2 separate regions of the Dromaius novaehollandiae genome follow, and region 2 is linked to region 1. The links are chromatin contacts, called in public Hi-C maps. All regions are on one chromosome and are shown on one strand. Each heading gives the region's core, a stretch centred on a gene start, on an enhancer-like site or on the middle of the called end of the contact. The rest is flanking DNA. Distances are from core to core; before and after follow the strand shown. Region 1 has its middle 35 kb from the start of CRELD2. Region 2 holds the start of PIM3 (Pim-3 proto-oncogene, serine/threonine kinase).

What was found. Hi-C and Micro-C count contacts between places; a contact is called where the count stands out from the background.
Region 2: a contact with region 1 is called in a Hi-C map of liver, with 13 times the contacts expected there. The contact joins the promoter of PIM3 here to the enhancer-like site in region 1. A contact is called at or near these places in 2 of 4 Hi-C or Micro-C datasets (brain and liver).

What each region holds. Positions count from the first base shown.
Region 1 is chr1:17,117,541-17,123,643 of bDroNov1.hap1, forward strand. No RefSeq gene overlaps it. Among named protein-coding and RNA genes, the nearest start is that of CRELD2, 35 kb to the left of the region's middle. Within about 2 kb of position 4,356, at least 1 of the 2 cell types and tissues checked has open chromatin away from gene starts, as enhancers often do.
Region 2 is chr1:17,402,662-17,408,084 of bDroNov1.hap1, forward strand. It overlaps PIM3 (Pim-3 proto-oncogene, serine/threonine kinase), which reads right to left and starts at 4,028. Exons shown (of 6, transcript XM_026113075.2): 1 at 3,369-4,028; 2 at 2,968-3,077; 3 at 2,723-2,773; 4 at 2,049-2,412; 5 at 629-805; 6 at 1-502. The coding sequence starts at 3,453. The coding sequence ends at 318.

The DNA.
Region 1 (6,103 bases), core at 3,106-5,605:
CTCCGTAGATGGCCACTACACACACCTGAACATCTTCAGTCAGAAATAGACCCCCATATTACAGAGCTATTTTATAGATTAGGGTTAGGAATAGCTTAAGTAATAAAAAACATCTGTGAAGTATTAGGGATTCATTGCTTATATGGAGTCAGAACAGGAAATTACTTTTTTCTTAGGATATACTTCTGTGGATTTATAACTAGGCAAAGCTATGACATAAGGTGCCCAGTCAGTGAAAAAAGAACTTGTTGAAATATGGAAGGAGAAAGACATATTATTAATTCTCCTTGATTTCAGAGTAATTAAACTATGCTGGAGGAACGCTTGTCCTTGTTGAGTGTTCACTTAAAAAAAAAAAAAGCTTCTAGAAGACATCTAGGTTCTTGCAGAATATACCAATTCATTAAACATAACCCACAAAAATGACTGAAACCACCTTTTTCCACTTCTTCCCTAGCAGAGTACCACAATGTATAAAGCACAGAGCAGAGAATGCAACAGGTCCTGCAAATAAGTCATGCCAAACAGAGCTGTACAGAACTTGTTAAACAGGGAGTTTATGTATCCCCTTTTCTACTTTAAGTCCAAGAGTTCATGTTCACTGTTTTTTGCATAGTTTCAAACTGCTGGAACATAAACCTTGCGTACTAGCAACTTGACCTCGGGTTATCTGCACTGTAGAATTCAGATTAAGTTTCCTCCCCCCCCACCCCCCAGCTTCATATTAATTGATTTGTGTCTAGTTTGGAGTATAATGACAAACAACTTTGTATGTTCTTACTGAAGACCACGAAATACATTTTATGCTCACTCCATATGAGGAGGTAGTAAAAACTATGATCACAATAATTTCTGTTTCATTGGGTCTCTTGCAAATAGCTGAGGTCCAAATTTGATACTGATGTTAAATGGCACCTTACCCTGTGAATGCGCTGCCAGTTCATGCTGACTTCACCTGAATACTCACTGAATGATTTGCAGCTCTGGCCAGCATGTGATACGTTCTGTGTGGTCTCTTCTGTTATTAACCATGCTGATGAAATGTTTTGAAACTTTACTCCCCTTGCATCCTTCAAAACACTATAAAGAACGCCTTCAGATATTAAATAGATAGATCTCACTATTGCCTTTATCAAGACAAATCAAATACCTGTTTTCAGAAATGCCAGTGTTCTGTTATTTTGTGCCATATACAGCACTGTCTTTCCTATGCCTTATGTACAATAGGCATCTCTACTATGTGCTCCTGGAATTAGTTGCACTAATACTTGAAGCCACTATGTCTCATAATATCAGGACCACGTTACTTAGAACTTTTCTTTTAAAAATTATTTTAATAAATAGAATGTAATAAGTGAAAGAAAATAAATGTATATAATTGTAACTGGCCAAATCCTCAGCTGGCAAAGCTTCAGTTTCAGAAGTTGACTGGGTTTTCAGACTCTGGCAAAATTAAATCTGAGAAGGCTATATACTATATACTTTAGCATGTATATATGTTATATACATTATATATATAATGGTTTGCTGTACAGTAGCTACTAATTGATCATAAGCACTGTTAGCCATTTGGATAACATCAAGTGTATTACACATCTGCACTTTTGATCTTCCCATCAGATGCAATTGTCACAGGCTATGACTGACATTTATGTTGTCAACACTTACTCTGCAGCATGCATGGTTAAATAAACATGAATGTTAAAAAATCTGGTTTTAATATCTGTTAGAAAACCACAGTTATCCAGCCTGCTTTATTAATGTATCACTGGCCTGAGGTAAAGACCCAGGAGCTTGTTATACTAGATAGCGAAACGAATTTGTGATTTCATTCCCCAAAGCTGGTTTCCCTTCAATCCTCTAGTAACATGAAAGTGAGTCATTGGTGTTGTTAGCAAGTGCAACTATGCAGAGCATATTTGTTTGGTGTCTCTCCCCAGTCCCGTCCGAGTTCGCCTGGAGGGACAAAGCAGGTCAGAAACAATAATGAAATGACACATGCTTGAACTAGGAGCACATGGCATCCACAAAACTTCTATCTTTAATAGCTTGGCAGTGGATCACATGGGAGTTAGGGATGAAAGCAACAGATGTTATGCATTCAGGCACCTGACTAAAGAAATGAAAACCTGAAAACGACATATATTATTTTGACAAAGCAAAATGGTGAAGCTTGCATTTGTCTATGATGTCCCATCCTATTCAGATAAGGCGCTGTTTGTTTTTAAAAGGAAATATGACTTGGCATAACATGACAAAGCCATAACGGCCCTTGTGACCATGTTACATCTGGGTCAGATATATTTGATGTTCTTACTTTGATCTCCTGTGTAATCAGAGTGTTTTCAGCTTAGATCTTGAATCCACATCTCTTGTAAACAAGAACAATTCCCAGACCTTTTGATCTGCAAAATGACTCATTCTTCCACAATTCTGCTCCAGGATGATGCAGCAAAGCATTTCCTGTTCCTAGGAGTTGCTTTGGCTTGTCTCTCTGAGACATATAAAGCTCTCTCCTAAAAAATGGCAGAGGCAAAATGAGGTTTGTACTGGATCTCATAGAGCCTTTTCTTTGACATCCTTCAGGAGGCTTTGCTTGGATACTTTAAAAGGCTGGATAAAGTTCCCTCTGAAAACTATATTCATAGGTTGTATTGCTTGGGATGAGTTAGATAAGGACTCAGGGACTGAAAATTAACAAAAGGAAACAATAGGTTGTAGGGAGACCAATCAGTTGTGAAAGGAGCAAATAAACTAGGAAAAAGAATCAGGTAAGCCTGAAGCTGGAGAGAGGGCAAGCAGAAAAAGCAGAGCCAACAAGGAGCTTGGTGATATGTGGAGCACTGAGACTGGTTAGGCCAGGAAACTAGGGCAAGGAGCTGACGTGCACAGTGCAGAGACATTGCAGCTGGCTAAGGAATTGGAAGAAGTGAGAACTGAGCTCCCGGGGTCAAGAACTGAATGTGGGTAGGGGCAAATGATGAGAAGTGGGTGAGAGGGGAGCCAGGCTGCATGGGCAGACCAGGGCATGGAAAGCAGGCCTGGCTTGTTGGGAGGGAAATGAGAGCAAGATAGGGAGGCAGGGGTTTGGAAAAGAAAAGGCTGAGACCAAGACTTCTGGAGGGAGAAGGAATGCTTAGGGGAAATGGGTGAGAAATGGAGACCACTAAGAACATGCTCCTCACCAAGCAACTACACTCCTGACCATCACTATTCATCCACACTTCCCGCTTTTTGCGGAACAAACTGACAAAGTGTCCTGTTTCTTTTTGAGCTGGTGGAATGAATTTAAGTAGTTAAATTTTATATTAAAAAGCCCTATTAGCCTTATAATAAAAGTCTCAGGATTCATTTCAGTGCAGAAAAAGAATTTTTTGAGGAAGCTTACAAACATTTTGGAAAAACGGTTTCCCACCTGTCTCTATTCTGTTCAACTTGAGAGCACTAGATAAGATACGGATCTTGCTAAAAATAGCATGAGATAGTGTAAGGAAAGACAATACCAGTGCATTTACAGAAGGTTGAATTAGGTAATCCTTTATGTTGGCGTATTTTGACTTTTCAGGTCATCCTTTATAGTACACTTTTATAACAGACATTTGTATGACTAGATATAAACATTTTTAGTTCATATACTAGGATGTTGTCTATGATTTCTATTTCTGCCTGCTTCTTCTGTTGTGCCTTTTTTGTGTGATGTGCTCAGAATGTGGATGATAGCTGTTAGCCATATTTTTGGTATGTAATACAATAGATGTGAACAATGGATCACATCTAAAAGATGGAGAAGTAGTCTGCAGAACTTATCTCATTAGGTTGTATTAAAAGTATATAGCTCACAAATAATTTGAAATGCAGCAACCTCCCAGGACCCACACACAGCAAGGTATGAAACCTGTTTGAGTGTAATCAAACAGAAACAGAAAACACCAGTGCGTTTGCTTAAATGATGGGTCCCATTCACCTTCTCTACTGGTTATTTTGACACAAAGTTACTACACAGGCACAAAGGGATCTTGCTTTTCACATCTCAATTTCCCAATTAAATTTCATACTGTTTCTTTTCTCAGCTCAGCCACAGAGGAAGCAAGTGTCTATGTGTCCTTAGCTCGCTTCCTTAACTTTATGCATTTTTAACCTGAAAACTGCTTTTGAAAGCTGGAAAACTTGCTGGAACATATCATCACCTGGGACTTTCAGCTCCTGCATGTACGGGATTATGGTGTTCAGAGAGGTTGTGAAATTCCAAAATGAGGAGTGTTTCCTGGCATCGGTTTCACATCATACACAAAGGCATTTTTGAAATACCTGGTGCAGGACACAGTCAAGTCACCTGGAGTGCTGTTTCCCTTATTAAGAGTAGCACTAGCTCATGATGTCAATTTTAGCTTTTGGCTAGCAATCTGCTCTGGTTTACTGAGAGAAGCTGGGAGTTTCCCTGGTATTTTCCGTTGGAAGCAATCTACATCCTGTTATTGGGGTGTTTTTCCTCTTTCTTTCATGAAGCACTGTTCGGGAATATCATGTTTATCCTTCCCAAACTCTTTCTGGCTCATGTCTGTCTATGAGCAGCAAGTGCCTAAATAGAAAGGGAATTTTTATCTAGTAAGGTGCTGACTTAAAAACCAATGCAAATCAAACAACACTAAGTCGTTCATATATGTACACGTAAGCGTAAGTGTGTGTGTATAAATACATTAAACTTCCTGTGATTGATCCTAAAAAGCTCACCCTTTGGGTCTAAAAGCATCTACAACTCCTAAATGAAAATACTCTATGTATTTATCTTTACCTACTTCTATACAATGTATATATGTGTGAGTATCTATTTATTTCATTAAGTTGTGTACGTCTATGTGGAACTGACTCTTGGTGTTTTTAAAATACTGATGAGGTTTCTGTTACGGTAAACAGCCACTAGAGGGGACTAAGGCTCTGTGCTAGAGAAGCTGGATTTAGGGGCTTTTTAGCATGGCCTTTCTGTTGCTAATACATTCTTGTTTAATATTTTGTTGTCAGGTCTGGCCTGTGTCTTTGATAAGCCTAGCACAACAAGGAGACGGGCTGTGCCTGGAATTTTCCCTTTCACCTAGTTGGAGGTTACAGGAAGAGGGATTGTGTTTCTGGCAGCGCCTGTGCTCCTGAGAGGCTGCACGGGGAGGAGGCTGCTCCGGCCACGCTGGACATCTGATCGAACCTCAGCAGGGCAAGGGTGGCCCCAAGACTCCCCTTGGCAGCGGTGAATGCTTTATTCTAGATGTTTGCAAGTGCTCAAATGACGTGTTCTGCGGGAGACGGTGGGATTTACAAGAAGTCCTGATAGGAATTTACGTAAGGAGATGAAATCTGGTCAGGCAAAAGTTAAACTTATACACCCCGACCCCCATTCCCATAATCGAGCAAGAAGCATAAGCGTACTTGGCTGCACAGGAGACCCATTCAGTGATATTTCTTTAGGTGATGAATCTGATGCTATTTGTGTTTTTTATAGAAAAGAGAAATTTAAAAAATATATGTACAGTATTTTGTTATATTTGGGATGTAGCAGTTACTCTTATAAGTGAGATATATTTTTTCAGAAAAAAAATAAGTTGATAAAGTACATCTGGGGCAATAGGCATCCTGATAGATTTGGGACACCTGGTTCATGTCCACTGCTGTTTCCCTGTCCCTTAAGTTTATTACAGAGACATGTGATGGCTCCCAAGAAAAAACCCATGTTGATGAAATAACTTTGATTCCTTTGGGAAAAAAGAGAATGCCTCTGAGCTCAGAGATCCAGTAGTAACAGTACTAATGCTTTCTCCATTTCTATCTAGAATAAATAATAGCATCTTCCTCTGCTTTTGCAACATTCCCTATTATGGTTGTGTACTGTGCCAGGTCCATTTCCAAGAGAAATGCCAGAAGCCTTCTCGCATTCCTGATTCCTCCTTTCTTGCCTTGCTGCAATTTCATAGTATGCTGTTCCCTTGAAGCCATCTGAAACTAAAAAATACCTTGAAAACTTTTGGGGTTAGTCCATTTGAAGATCAGTGGAATCAATCAGGTGAGTTCAACTGACTACGGTTAATTGGGATCAAGCTTCCATCCTGCTCTAAAA
Region 2 (5,423 bases), core at 2,778-5,277, 280 kb after region 1:
CTCAAAAGCAAATAAAATCTAGTCCAGGCTCTATGAGAGCAAAAAAGTTTACCATGTATTCAAGAGGTCACTGCTTTCTTAATAAGGTCAGTCTTTGACTAAGTACTGGCCTGCAACTCCCAAATATCAGCGTTTCCAAAGGAAATCTCTCATTCCAAAGCAGAAACCAGCAAAAGGGGAAAATAAAATCAAGTCCCTCAGACAAAGATTCAACTACAGAATAATGAATGCATTTTTCTAGCCCCTCCTACGTATTGGCAGCAGCACTGTGGTCTTTCTGCTTGTAGCTCCCCTCCCAGTGCGAGGTCCTTAGTAATTCACAGACTCTCATTACTTGAACTTGTGCTAGATACATCAGTATCAAGGGTCCGTAGCCTTATGTCACAGTCCTCAGACTTCACTACTTCAGATTTGTGCATCCATTGATGGTCAAAAATTTGCTCAAGTGTTGGTCTGTCTGAAGGCCTCAATGAAAGGCACCATTTGATCAGCTGTTGACATTCTGAAACAAAAATACAAAGCAACTTCAGACTAGGAAAGTAAAGAGACAATCTTGAATAAAATAATCCACCAGTACTAGCTCAGATGTACAACCTCCCACACCACCACCACCACACATAAAACTCACCAGGTGAAATTCTTCTCCTGAAATATAACCGCCCCCTCAAGATTTCTTCATCCTGTTCAAAAGGAATATCTCCGCAAACCATATCATACAGCAGAACTCCCAGAGACCACACTGTTGCTGACCTCCCATGGTATCTATGGTATCTGATCCACTCTGGAGGGCTGTATACTCTCGTTCCTAAAGGTGGAGAGAGAAGGAAAAAAAAAAAAAAAAGTCAAAAATCAACATTTAGAGAGTGATTCCCCCTTAACTCAGCTACTTCTAATAGGCCTAATTTACATTTAGGAACTCATGATTTGAAAGTATTAACAAAAAATTATGGGACAAAACTCATCAGTGGTGTAACTCCAGGTCATTAGTGGAGTTACACCATCAATAAAATTGGCCCATCCGGTTGTGCTATTTTGCTGCAAGGACTAACATTGCTTCCATCAGCTGACTGTTTACTAAGGCAAGCTGCCTTTCACTGACCACGTGGCGTCTGCAGCATCACACCAAAAATAGACACAAAAGGACAAAGGGGGTTGATGGGGAGGAGAAGAGAGGAAGGGAAGAAGGTGAAACTCAGGTCTTCCTTATTACATGTGGCTAGTCTGCTTTATCCAGTTCCACATCACAGTAAATGTCGGGCTCCTTACACCATGCTTCTCTGCTGCAGCTTTTTTAACCCACCCCCTCTTTGCCTGCGGTGCTCCTTGGATACCAAACAAAAAAACCCAAGAATTTGTGATGCTGAAGGTCACGTGGCCTAAGGGTTCGGGTTTCACAACAAACAGATGTTAAGTACAGCAGCTGAGGATGGAGGAAGAAAAAAAAGCCCCTTAGTTACATGAGTCACATTCAAAGGGCAAGGGAAAAAAGTGTATTTTTTCCCCCCTTATCACAATGAGAGCTTATTTTGAACTTTCCTGTCTCTAAATTATCAAATCTGACCGTGAAGCTAGTATCAGGTCATTTACAGGGAGTGTATTTGTCCCATCACTTTAAAAATCTGCAATGCGGGATTTCCAGGACATGAGCGGAAAGGGAGGGGGAGAGCTACTGCTTCAAGTTAAAAAAAGCTCTGCATATAAAAACTGCATATCCACACATGGAAACATCCGACACTGGTGAAGCCTACACGTAAACAGATCGCCCTCTAGGAAAAAACGCTTTTTCCAAGACAGGGAAATATAAACTGCTGCGTCACTGCCTGGAATCGCTTCTTTTCTACGCAACTGAACACCCCTAAGCTGCCTCGGGTCCAAAGGTTTCCATTACCGATAGACCTGGTATGAACCACTGCGTCAGAGGCACTGCTCGCTACCGCAAGGCACCAGAAACGGGATAAGAAGGGGCTATAGGACATCACCCAGGGAGGAGAGAGGGGTCTGACCAAACCTGGTGCAGCAGAGCTGCCCCAGGCGGAGAGGGCACGTACCATCAAAGTCAGTATAGACTGTGTCCTTGAGGAGGGCCCCTGACCCGAAGTCGATTAGCTTCAGCTCGCCGGTCCTGAGGTCAACCAGCAGGTTCTCGTCCTTAATGTCCCGGTGCACCACACCGCAGCCGTAGCAGTGGCGCACCGACTCCAGGACCTGTCGGAAGAAGCCGCGGGCCGTGTCCTCGTCGAGCGCACCCTTCTCCGTGATGAAGTCGAAGAGGTCCTTCACCAGTTCCGGCCGCTCCATGATGATGAGGTAGCCGTCGGGCCGCTCGTACCAGTCCAGCAGCTTGATGACCCCCCTGAAGCCGGAGCCCACCTTCTTCAGGAGGACAATCTCCAAGGGCACCATGACGCCGCCCTGCGCGGAGAGCGGGGCGGGGGTCAGGCAGGGGCCGGGGCGGCGCGCAGCCCGCGGGCGCCCCTCCCGCCGCGGGGGCAGGGGCGCGGGGAGCCCCGCCGCCGCCGCCCCGCTGGGTAGCTCCGCCGCTGCCGCAGTCCGAGGGGCGGGGGCGGCGCTGCGGCGGCGGCGAAACCCCGCCGGCCTCCCCCCGCGCAAGCCCCGCGCGCGCGGGCCGAGCCCAGCCCGCCGCCCACACAATAGCCCCGGCGCGGGGAAGAGCTGAGTCCGCGGCCGCGCAGCACCCCCGCCGCGCCGCGGCGGTACTTACAATCGTGCCCCACTCGGTCACTCTCTCCTTCACCACATGCTTCACGGCGACCTGCAGAGCGGGGGGAAAGGCGGCGCCATGAGCGGCGGGCAGAGCCGGCGCCTCGCCTCACCTCGCCGGGCTGGGCCGGGTCGCAGCCCCCGACAAGCCGCGGCGGCTCCGCGCGGGGCCGCGCCGCGCCCGCCCCGCCGCCCGCCAACATGGCTCGAGCCAGCGCCGGGAGCGCGCCCCGAGCCCGCGCTCACCGGCAAGCCGTCGGCGATCCTGCTGCCCGCGTACACGGTGCCGAAGCCCCCGCTGCCCAGCACGGAGCCCACTTGGTAGACTTTATCGAAAGGCTCCTTCTCCACTTTCACTGGAAGGACGAGAGAGAGAGAAAGAGACAACGTTAATTTCGAAAGCCGAGCTACACTTGCGGGGAGGGGAAAAAAAAGTCCGTCCGCTGGACACGTATTGTCTGTGTTGCCCTAATTCTGTCCAAGACATTTTGATAAATCGCCTCCCATAGTTAGAAAGACAAAAAAAGAAAAAAGTTTCCTCGTGCCGCGAGGAGCCTCCACGGGGAGCCCCCGCGCCCGGCGGCGAGACCCGCGCCCCGCGGAGGCGCCGCCGGGAAGCTCCGCGCTGCGCTGCTGCCGCGCCGTACCTGGCTGCAGGATCTTCACCGGCAAGTGATCCATGCTGGTGGGGCTGCAAATGTGAGCCAGCGAGCCGAACTTGGAGAGTAACATCTTCCGGAGAGGGAACACGAAAAATCCCCCGCAACGAAATTTAGGGCGTCCACCGGGCGAGCTGCTCAGTCAGAAGCCGGGCGGGCGGGGAGCAGCGGTCAGGCTCCGCGCCCAGCCGGAATCGCGGCGGGCGGGCCGGGAGACCTTCCGAGCGGCTGCGGGCGGCGCGGCTCGCTCCTTCCTCCGCCGACGCCGCTTCGCGCCGTAGCAGAGACCGACGGGCACTTCCCGAAATAAACAGCCGGCAGAGAATCCAAGTCGAAACAATACGGAGTCCTTCGGGAAAAAAAATAAATAGGGAGAAAGATTCTCTTCCTCTTCCGACCGGCGAGCACAGTGCCAACACGCGCACCGAGAAGCATGCACGCACGCAGGATCAGCAGCACACGCAGGCGGCACCGGGGGCTGCAACGCCGCGTGTAAAATCCGCCCCTGCGGGGAGCTGCCGGGGGCCGCTGTGCCGGCGCCGCAGTGGAGTCGTGGCGGGCGCAGGGAGCGGAGCCGCGCCGCGCCGCCTTGCTGCCCGCTCACTTCTGAGCCGGCGACGCCGCGGAGCCGCCTCTTAACTCCCAATATTTTGGTGCGGCAGAGAGCGGCGCGCGCGGAGGATATCCCTCCGCGGGGGAGTGGGGAACACCTCTCCCTGCCCGCCGCCGCGCGGCCCCCCCGCGCCGGAGCGGGCGGCGCGGCGGCGCCCAGCGCCCGCGGTGGGGCCGGCTGGGCCGGCAGAGTCCCGTCCCACCCCATCGTAAACACGGGGGGCGGGGGACTGGGAACTACTTATTTGTAGTAATCGACGCGCAGCGTTACAGACTGTCTGCAACGCTCACACACATTAGCGGGCGGGGGGGAGGGGAGGGCAAGATTCTCTTATTTGCGTTAACATTTCCAGGCGGCCAATGGCGGGGCGCCTTTTCAAAGAGCCGCGGGAGCGGCCAATCAGGAGGGGCTCATTTGCATGCGGCGGCGCGGGGGCCAGGGCGGGAATTCCTCGGCGCGCCGTCCCCCTCCCCGCTCGCCTCCCGGCCGCTCCGGGAAAGGTCACTCTGTGCGCGGGCCGAGACACTGCGTCTGGAGCCGGCGGGGGGCGGGGAGCCGCAGCCGCCGCCATGATCGCCGCGCCAGGGCACGCCGGGCCACGGCTTTATCTTCCCTCAGCCTTTAATGAAAGCACCTTCCCCCGCCCGCTCGCCCGCCTCCAAACGCAGCATTTCAAAGCCCGCTTATTTATACAGCCGCTGTTTACCGAAATAACGTGTCATGCTCCCTCGCCCATTGTGTCTCCTAATTCCTGCCCTTCCTCTGCTGTGATTTCTCGTTTAACTACAGCTGCCGCTAACTCCTCAGGAGAAGCTGGAGGCGTGTTCGCTCTGAAGAAGGCGAGGCGGCACCCAGGCGCTCGCCTGCACGCTCGTGAGCCGCGCTTTTTTGTTTTCTTTTGTAAGTCACGCTCTGCCTCGAGACCGCCTCCGTGAAAACACCGCGGCTCGCCCAGACGTAGCCGTAGCACGGGCTGCGCCGTGCGGGGGCAGGCTTCAGCGCATCGGCGCAGCGCTGCGCGCCGCGGCAGCTCAGGGCTTCCCTCCCCTCCCTTCCCCTCCCCCTCCCCACTTAGATGCCAGTCGAGCAATGACAAGAAGCTGTTTTGTTTTCCCGGCGCTATCGCTAATCGGATACGCGGCGCTGGAAAGCCGTCCCCCCGCTGCGGCGCCTCGCCTCAGCCGGCCTGGCAGCGCCCCGAGCGGGCGGGGGCGGGGGAGCCGAGCGCGGCCCGGCCCGCAGGGGGCGCTGCGCCACAGGGATTAGCCCCGCTGCTGGGGCGCGCGGGGGCTGGCGGGGGGACCGCTTCCTCCTTCTAGATTAATTTTCAGGCAGCTTTTAAAAGTGTCGTCTTACTCTTACTTTTTTTGTCTCTTCCGACGCGGCTTTTACAGTGTCTCCTGGTGAGGCGCGTACCGCAGGTTCAGCGC